Regions from separate parts of the Zea mays genome. Here region 1 is linked to region 2. The links are chromatin contacts, called in public Hi-C maps. All regions are on one chromosome and are shown on one strand. The core of a region is the stretch at or near the end of the contact, and the rest is flanking DNA. Distances in the headings are between cores, read along the strand shown.

The links. Hi-C and Micro-C count contacts between places; a contact is called where the count stands out from the background.
Region 1: a Hi-C map of root tip shows a contact between it and region 2, with 3 times the contacts expected there. The contact joins the promoter of LOC103629640 here to the promoter of LOC103629637 in region 2. A contact is called at or near these places in 8 of 25 Hi-C or Micro-C datasets (ear, endosperm, leaf and 2 more).

The regions. Positions count from the first base shown.
Region 1 is chr6:101,018,912-101,023,854 of Zm-B73-REFERENCE-NAM-5.0, reverse strand. It overlaps LOC103629640 (zinc finger CCCH domain-containing protein 45), which reads left to right and starts at 3,351. Exons shown (of 7, transcript XM_020539324.3): 1 at 3,351-3,883; 2 at 4,368-4,751. The coding sequence starts at 3,531.
Region 2 is chr6:100,800,754-100,805,460 of Zm-B73-REFERENCE-NAM-5.0, reverse strand. It overlaps LOC103629637, which reads left to right and starts at 3,007. Exons shown (of 2, transcript XM_020539322.2): 1 at 3,007-3,753; 2 at 4,700-4,707. The coding sequence starts at 3,312. It overlaps LOC103629638 (BEACH domain-containing protein B), which reads right to left. Exons shown (of 40, transcript XM_020539321.3): 29 at 2,735-2,956; 30 at 2,160-2,618; 31 at 1,790-2,080; 32 at 1,268-1,720; 33 at 1,135-1,181; 34 at 960-1,053; 35 at 565-771; 36 at 13-138.

The sequences.
Region 1 (4,943 bases), core at 2,102-4,601, 220 kb before region 2:
ACGAATAATCACCGCGAGCGCGGGCGAGCGAAGATACGGTCGGGCGAGGCCGGGACGGGAACGGGCGGCCGAGCTGGGGGGGGGGGGCGGTTGAACCGGCCAGGGGGGCGGTTGAACCGGCCAGGGGGGGCGGTTGAACCGGCCAGGGACGGGGGCGCGCGGGCGAGCGGGGCTCGCCGCGCCGCGGGAGGGCGCCGGGCCACCACGGCCGGCCGAGCCGAGGGGCGGGGCCGCGCGCAGGGGCCGGGGACGGGCAGGGGGCGAGGCCGAGCGCCGCCGGGGGCCGGGCGGGCGAGCCGGGGGCGGGGAGCCGAGCGCCGCCGCGGGGAGGGCCGAGCGGGGGCCGAGCGCCACCGCGCCGAGGGAGGCCGGGCGGGCGAGGCCGCCGGGGAGGGAGGGGGGAGGGGCCGAGCGCCGCCGGGGAGGGAGACCGGGCGGGCGCCGCCGGGGAGGGAGGCCGGGGACGGGGCCGAGGGCGGGCGCCGAGCGCCGCCGCGGGGAGGGACCGAGCGGGCGGGCCGAGCGCCGCCGCGGGCGAGCGGGCAGGGGGCCGAGCCGCCACGCCGAGGGGCCGAGCGGGGGCGCCGCCGCGGGGAGGGAGGGAGAAGGGGCCGCGCGGGGGCCGGGGCGGGCAGGGGCCGCGCCGCCGCGGGCGAGCGCCGCCGGGGTCGGAGTCGCGCGCGGGCAGGGAGAGAAAGGGGGCGCGCGTGGGGAGAAGAAGAGGAGGGAGAGGGAGAGAGAGAGGAGAAGGGGAGGGGAGGGGAGCTCACCTCGGGGTCCAAAATCCGGTGATCGCCGTCTCCAAATCCTAGGGCACCACGGGGAGAGAGAGGTGGGAGAGGGAGAGGGAAGTTGTTGCGCGGGAGATCCAAATGAGAGAGGGAGAGAGGTGGGGGCGCATGGGGGGGTTTTGGGCTCCGGGGGCGCGCAGGCCGGGACGGGCCGGGCCGGCTGAGCTAGGCTGGGCTAAGTTGGGCTGGGCCGGGCCACTTCGCGGATTGAAAACCCACGACGCGCGCGGACCACTAAACAGACTTAAAACGCGAATCAAAATCCGGAACGGAACGAGACGAACACTCAACCTCAGACAAAGAAATGTGCTTCGGCATGATGCAACACTCATGACACTTAGGTTTTGGTTTATACATGACACGGACACATGCCGCTATACTGGTTTGAAATTGGGAAGAAGGAGCAAACGGGGAAAGAGAAAAGAGAGTAACGCCCGAATTTGGTGAGAGAAAAGAAGAAAAAAATTCTACCCCCAAATTCAGGGCGTTACATCTTCCCACGACACCCAACGACTAGCTGACATCACCTGACCGGTCCGGTGCCACTCGGCTAAGAAAATGTGCCAATCAGAGGATCTGCTGACCGTTACTGTAGATGGTCCGGTGCACCACCGGACAGTCTGGTGCGCTCATAGACAGGAAAGTTTTGGAGCTTCTAAATGGAGGAGGCAACAACTCCTAGGTCCTTTGAGGCCATAAAAGGGACCCCTAGGCGCCTCCAACCAATACCCAAGCATCTCAAGAGCATACCAACACTCTGGAAACTCTGCGACCATGCCTTCTAGTGATTTTAGTGAGATTCGAGCGCTAGTTTTCTAGTTGTCTTTGTGATATTGTGTTCTCGCGCTCATGTCTTTAGCTTTCTTGCGTGTGTTTTTGTGATTTGCTCTATTGTTTGCATTCTATCTCCCTCCCTTACTCTAAGCTGTGATTTTGATCATTTGTAAGGCCGAGAGAGACTACAAGTTGTGGAGATTTCTCGCAAATGGAATATAGGTGATAAAGGAAGAATGTGGCACTCAAGTTGATCTTTGTGATCGCTTGAGAGGGTTGAGTACCCTTGTCCATTAGGACACCACAACACGAAGTAGGCAAATATATTACACTTGACCGAACCACGAGATAAAAATCGTCGTGTCTTTTGTCTCATTTACTTTATTGGGATTTTTTCATTCTTCCTAAGTTCTCTCTACCCACTTGTATTATTGCTCTTAGAATCTTTGATATTTTGAAAGAGCAATCAAGCGAAGGGAACTTATCTCTCTTTTTATCATCCAAACTTGGTTTGAGTTTGCACTAACTTAATCATTAGACCAAGTTTGTATTGTTTTAAGCTATTTTTACAGTATCACCTATTCACCCCCTCTAAGTGCTCTCAAGTGCTTTATTGATTGGGTGCACTCGTGAAGCCATGTCAATACAACACAACAAAGCGTGTCACGTCACTACCCGACTCACCCAATACCGTCGAGATACGACACTTGATGCATATGGTACTAGAGAAAATTAGAGAGACAAAGAGATGTAGGTCTAGAACTGCTGGATCATAACGTTGATAGGGTTGTAACCGCTCATGTGATGTAGTGTGGCTCGAGCCGTTTGAGCATAATACCAGACGTCCTCTATGTGGTGGATGATTATATGTAAGTGTATACAAAGCTTATATACTCAAATGTTGTCTAGCCCTAGTTGTCAAAAACACTTTGTATGTTGCTTTACGTCTCACTTTTATATCATAAGGGAGGTGATATTTACATCTTTTCATAGGCAATATGTCATGTGCAACATAAGTTCAACTACTTCTATCTTGTTATAGTTATTGTTGTATCATATGAAGATTATGCATTTAATATATACTACATTCATGAGTGAGATATGCCCTAGCATAGTGATGGATATAAATGATGTCGCTTGTATTAGGGTGTTTGGTTCCCTTAACTAAAGTTTAGTCTACGTAACATCAGCTATTTGAATGTTAGTTTTGAGAATTAAATATAGTCCAATTACAAAACTTATTACACAAATGGAGACTAAACGATGAGACAAATTTATTAAACCTAATTAATCCATGACTAACAAATTTTTAATGTAGCATCACATGACTAAGGTATAGTCCGATTAGGCTTCATATGTGCAATTAGTTATGTAATTAGGCTATATTTAATACTTATAATGGCATCCAAACATTCGATGTGACGTAAACTAACCTTTGGACCTGTTTGTATCCATAGTGCTAAAGTTTAACATTATACTTTTAGCTAAACTTTAGCACTTGGAGATCCAAACATGAGTGGTAAAAGATACTAAAAATGAAGTGCTAAACTTTTGCACCTATTAAGATATATACAACCCTAGGCACTTAGATCGATTTTCCGAGACAACTAAAAGACTACATGATGCAAACCTTATATAGGGAATCGTGTAGAGATATACCCTTCACGAAGAGTCATCTCTTGATTTTTTCACTTAACCCAGAGATTCTTAATTAATAAAGTTGTACATGCTTTTAGCCATTTAGCTCATAAAGTATGCTAGAATGAGCTAAAAGTGATCCAACTGAGCAAAAGACATCTCACTCTCCTCACCCCAAATTAGGATATGGCAGGTGCTAAAATTTAGCACATCCAAACACTACATGTGAAAAAATGGAGTTTGATTTCCACTCCACCACCCCCGGAAGAAAAAAACTGTCCAATCGAATCAAAGAGAGAAAAAAAATCCTAAACCCTAGCATCTCCCATGGACGACAGCGATGGCGGACTGAGCTTCGATTTCGAGGGCGGCCTCGACTCTGCCCCAGCTTCTGGGGGCGGGGGCCCCGTGCCGTCCTCCACCGACCCCGGCGCGGGTGTCGGGGGAGGCGGCGACGGGCTGGGTATGCACGGGCGCGGCCGAGGTCGCGGGAGCTACCGCCAAACGGTGTGCCGGCACTGGCTTCGCGGCCTCTGCATGAAGGGCGAGGCCTGCGGATTCCTGCACCAGTTCGACAAGGCCCGCATGCCCGTCTGCCGCTTCTTCCGCGACTTCGGCGAGTGCCGCGAGCCCGACTGCGCGTACAAGCACTCGTACGACGACGTCAAGGAGTGCAACATGTGAGATCTCTGATGCCACACGAAAGTGTTGATGTAAACGTCTGGGTGGGAAAGACGGCTTTTTATAAGCTTGGTGGCGGCTGTGGTCGAAGAAATTTGCTAACTTGTCCGAAAAATTTCTAACTAAGATGGCAAATTCGTGGTGATTGATTCGAGTTTGGGTTTGAGATTATAGTGATCATAGTCTCTGGTCCTCTAGGTCGGTCTTAGTTAGCCCTCGGTTGCTACATGTGGTTTGATTCAATATAATAAACTTGGCTACTTCGATAATTTCACTGAAAGAAGCTGCATCTGACATGATATTCCGGGAATGCAATGTATCTGGCTGTTTTTTTGCTACAAAAATGGCCATACAACTATAACTTGTAAAGCTGTGACTATATTATTCTAACGATTAGTTTTTGTATTTTGATTGTTCAAAGTTAAGAATGATTGATTTCCATCTTTCATCACATCTGAATCTATGTTGTTCCATACTTTACAGGTACAAGATGGGTTTTTGTCCCAATGGTCCTAATTGCCGGTATAAGCATATCAAGCTCCCTGGGCCACCGCCTTCTGTTGAGGAAGTTCTTCAGAAGATTTTGCAGATGCGCTCTTTTAACAGATACAGTCAGAATAGAAATAATAATTATAATCATCAAGGGGAGAGACCTCAACATCCACAAGGTTCTGGGTTGCCTAACCAAAACTCGGCAGAAAATGCCACTGCCGTGGATCCACCAGCTGGTGGACAACAAGCACAAACGCTGAATCAACAACCACCACAGCAGCAGCAGAAGCCAAATACAAATGATCAGGCCCAAGGTGTTTCAAATGGTCATCAAGCCACTAGAATCGCCACACCCCTTCCACAAGGACCATCTAGGTGTGTGTGGAGTTTCTAGTCATGCTTGTAAAACTTTTAGAACAGTGAAAACTACGCACTTAGTTTTGGTTGCAACAGTGTATCTCATAAAACTATGACATATTATATGTTTTGACACTTGTTGATACATTGTACTTAATTTCAAGCTATTGAAAGAAAAAGCTTGTAGTCGTTTCGCTCTTCGGATTACAA
Region 2 (4,707 bases), core at 1,758-4,257:
ACACAGTTGCACCTCAACAGCTGGTTGTCCACGCTGCTTGTAACCAAATATGAGGTCAATCCAGTTATGCAGATTAGAGCTCACATATTCACTTTCAAGGGCTTCTCTGTTGATGTGGATGAATTCTTCAGGCGATCCCTACAGTTTTGTATGTATTAATCATATAGCAGAAGGAAAATTTGAGATGAGATACGAAATGTAACATGTTGTGAAAGCTAGCACATCATCACCTTCAAGCTATGAAGCTGGGCTATATAACAGTTTGCAAAAGTTATTCTTTGCAATGGTAAACTTATTAGGATTGAATTTGCGAACTAAAGATGGCCAAAGCCAGAATATAAAGAAAACATTATGTGAAGCAAATTAGCCGGGGATGTTTGAGAATCTATTTTATATTCAGAAAGCTAGATATACCCTCTGTATCTGAGAACAGTACATGTTTTTACTAACACAGTTGCACCGCTAAATTAAGTGTCATTAGAAAAGCAACAGAACTATCCTGGTCAATCCATTCTCAATAAAAGAATTATGACAAATATAACTAACAACAAGAGGAACTATTACCTTTGCCCATGGAGGGAGAGCAACATCGCCTATAGGTTCCCCATCCTGCTTGACACCAAGATGATATGAATTTGAATTTTCAAGAAACTCAGGCATGTAAAAGAATTCTGGAATAAGCTCTTTGACGTCACTTGTATTTGATAAGCTATTTATGTAAGCGCTCTCAATGCTTTGGAACAAACGATCTGCATGGTCAAACTTGCCACCCTGCACAAGTGTCAGACAGGCATAAATGTAAATAATATGACAAGATCCCTTATTTTGAACTGTGGTGAAATACGACAAGAGAAATTATGTATCGACAAATTCGTGAATAGTGTTTTGAAAATAATAGCTATGTGCTTGAATTTTAAGGAAGCAATGATAAATATTTCCATAATGAGTTAAGTGACAACCTGAAAATTTAGATGCAGAGTTGTAAATGGCTCAAGCCTAAGCATGTAATGAAGAACGATTCCCATGCTAGAGTAGTGAGATCCGTAATAAAAACTGCAGGAAACAAACATGGCTGTTATTGCAAAAAGAGTAAACTAAAAAAGGAGAACACTAACAAATGAATAAAGGTTCAACCTTGGTATATCAGGGTCACAGAAACTAAGATATCTATCTTCAAAAACCTGCCCAATAATGCATTACTAACGTGAAGTTATGATAAGGTGATGATAGCCTACAATTACAAATAAGTACACAATAGTAGCTGCACCTTGAAGCGGTTTTCATCCAACGCACCAACTGGTTTTGAAAGATCCCTGAAAGTCGATGACTTGTTGAAATCAAGCTTTTCAGAGGTGTAATCAGCCAATACCCATGGAAATATAGGATACTGAGTTAAGTCATTGTAAGATCTTCCAGCAAGGGTATTTAAAATCACAAGATACTCAAAGTTACTGATTTCCCTCCTTTTCCATCTTTCCCTGGCATTCTCAGCCATTTCAAGTCCAACTCGCCTGTCCACGAATGAAATGATATTATTTTTGTCTTTGGTACTTCCTTTAGGGAACAAAGCTTCATTCCTAAGAGAAACTAACAAAGTCCCAGCATTTTTAGTATCCTTTTGGGAAGAAAAGTTTAAAAATATAGGTGCAGTTGAATCATCAAAGAAGATCTCCATTGCAGTATATTGCAGTAGGTAGCGTGTCCAATGAACTCCTTTTATCTGTAAACATGTATGGAAGGAGATTAAGAGAGTGAGCAAGTGAGAGGAAAGACTAGGGGAGAGAGATACCTTAGTTATGTTCCACCTTTTGTGACGTTTGATCTTGTTAGACTGGTTTTGCATCAAAACACCATTGGTTTCAATCATACTGTCTCGGCATCCGTCAAGTCTGTCCACACCTCCCAGCTCGTTCTTGCAGTCTGAATCTTTTTTGTCTTTAAACTTGCTAAAAACAGATGATCCTCCAGTTCCTTCAACCAAAAATTCAAAAGAAAAATGCATGACAGTTCGTGTGATATCCAGTTGTCCTGCTAATTTTCGCTTTGGGGTAACAAAAACACAACGAACTGAACATAGCACCTGCAAAATGGACAATGACCAGAAATCAACAATCGTTTTCTGCTTTCAGATGAAATGTATACTAAAGCTTTTTCTTTACCTTTGTATAATCATTATCTCCATTAGTAGATGATGGCTCTTTCTTATAATGTGCAGAAGCATGATGATCAGAGGTATCTGCAGCATTATTAAGGTTTTGGCTCTCTGAAGGATTACTCTGGGAAGATTCACTCGCGTCATTAGTGTCTTCAAATTGTTCGTAACTACTATCCTCTGTGATTCCCCGCACTCCTTTAACAAGGAATTGCTTCATTTTCTGAGTAATTTTGGCACTAATGTACAGCTGGTCAGCTAAAGTTGCTGTACTTTCATTCCTTGACTGTGAAGGCTGACATAATCGTTCATCAAATTTGTAATTACGTTTGAACTTGAACCGCCGCCTCCATCTATCCTCTGTCTTGTCAAGTTTCCAGTGAGTCACAACATCATTTGGAAAAGGGTTAGCAGACCATGGTCCTCTCTCATCCATCAGAGCACGGGAAATATGTATCCACTTATCCTGATACAGAAAGCAAATAGTTATCTCCCCCCTAAGAAAAGCAAGTAGTTACTGCATGACAAATTTTCTCCTTAACAAGCATTTGCGTTGGTTGAATTAAAGAAAGACTCGGTTACCCTGATAATTTGCTGATCCTCGCGGAAAGCAAGTTGACAAGCTGTCTTTCTATTGTCATCCGCTGAAAGCACAGCAGTAATAGTTAAATGTATCTCATCTTCAATGGCCTGCGCTAGCTTTATCTCCGTAGCAGAACACTCGTTAAGCTTCATGCGAAGATCCTGCAGCTTCTTTAAACGATCAGCCTGAACAGCCTTCATGTGCTTAACCTCATTAGCAGCCTGTACACCAATAAAGCTGATCATTGTGAAGGTATAATAGTTAAGGGTGCTTGTGTAATCTTCTGGGCTAGGGTTTTTCTCCTGTATCCCTCGTATACTCTATATATGGTCCTATTGGGGGGGTCTTAATTTTTGCCAACTTTACGAAATTCACTTAACCATCAGTCATTGACAGCTCAATCACTGACATTGTATTTTATATGTCACTGGCAAAAGGTTAATTTTTCCCGACCCTTCCCTCTGCTGCTCTGCCCCCGGGAAGATCAAACTCTGGTCCTAGGGGCGGCCTCGTCAATCTTCGACTTTTGTTTTCAGTCGCGTCTAGTCGTTATGCAGGAGCAGTCAAGCTGGTGTCATGGAGTCCGCACACGGGAATTCGTCGTCCGCGCACCCGTCCGTCAGACGAAGGGGAATCTCCGCGCCGCCGGTTAGAGGAGTTCGCGTGCCGTCCACGGCGCGCACCGTCCGTCGTGGGAGCCTGTCGTCACAGTTCCCATTGGAATCGACGCAGAGCCGTATGTCTTCGTCTTTGTCGTCTTCGCGCGAACATGTGTTTGCTTGTTCGGGATCTGAGCGTCGTCGCGGCGCTCGTCTGCCCATCTCCGCACCCATCCCCGCTAGTCCCTGCTGTCCGCAGGGCCGTCACCCGTACACGCGGCCGGCGGAGCTGTTGTCTGTCGCCCTGTCCGAATTCAGGGGCGGAAGGAGGGAAGGTACCGACCGACCGTCCGTCTCCATCCATCTTCAGGAGCGGAATGGACGTCCGACCACCGCAATCCCCATCTGTGCGGTCAGAGGTGTGCACACATTGGTGCTCTGTGTTTTCTGCCACCTGCTGCTATGGCCTATGGCTGGTGGTCTGCTATGCTGTTCGACTAGACCACTTGGGATCCTCCGTGTGGGTGGTGGTTTCTCCTGTTTAACTATGCACCTCTGGTGGATTTCTCTCTTGTGTCGTCTCTTTCGCTCATCCTATTGAGGCTCTTTTTTTATTTAATTTCATTGCATCAGTCCATTCCAGTTCTACACGCTACAGTTTGTCCATGCGGAGCGGAGTCTATAAATTTATTGTCAAAGCAGTTAACTTTTATTCTTTTTCTTTGGTTAGCTGAGCTCATCTATTTAAATAATCATTATTGATGTGATTACGGGTCGGGTTTAGGTTTTATGACTTCATTTCTAGTACCTTTTACTTTTAGCACCTATTAGCATTCTCGTTTGGATCTCTAAGTGCTAAAGTTTACTAAAAGTGTACTACAAAACTTTAGCACCGTAGATCCAAACAGGTCCTACGTCCTCTTGTCTCTTTCCTAGCTATTTTGTTACAACGACCGTCTATTTATCGTCATCACCATTCTATGAGAGAGTTTGTTTCAGCTTAAAATTGGATTCTAGCCGCCAGAAGCAGCTTTTGGCAGCTAAACGCTCCACTCAGTCCGCTTATGTGAGAATCGCTTTGGTGAAAATCGTTTAATCAACATGAACCTAGAATCTGTCGCACGATGGAAGGAATACGTCCCTTTCTAAACTCTAAACCTTATAGACCACTTCATCTTCCTCCGCACGTAAACCTCACGATATTCAAATTCTCCCCACACCTAGATTCTCTAGGAATCTAGATTCTAAAAAAATTGTTATAAAAAGCTGAACCAAATAGGCTCTATATCACTGCATGTTGTCTTGCAGGAGTGATATCTCTGTTCTTCCTTTAACTTGATTTGATACATATCTTTATTCTTGTAGAGGCCAGA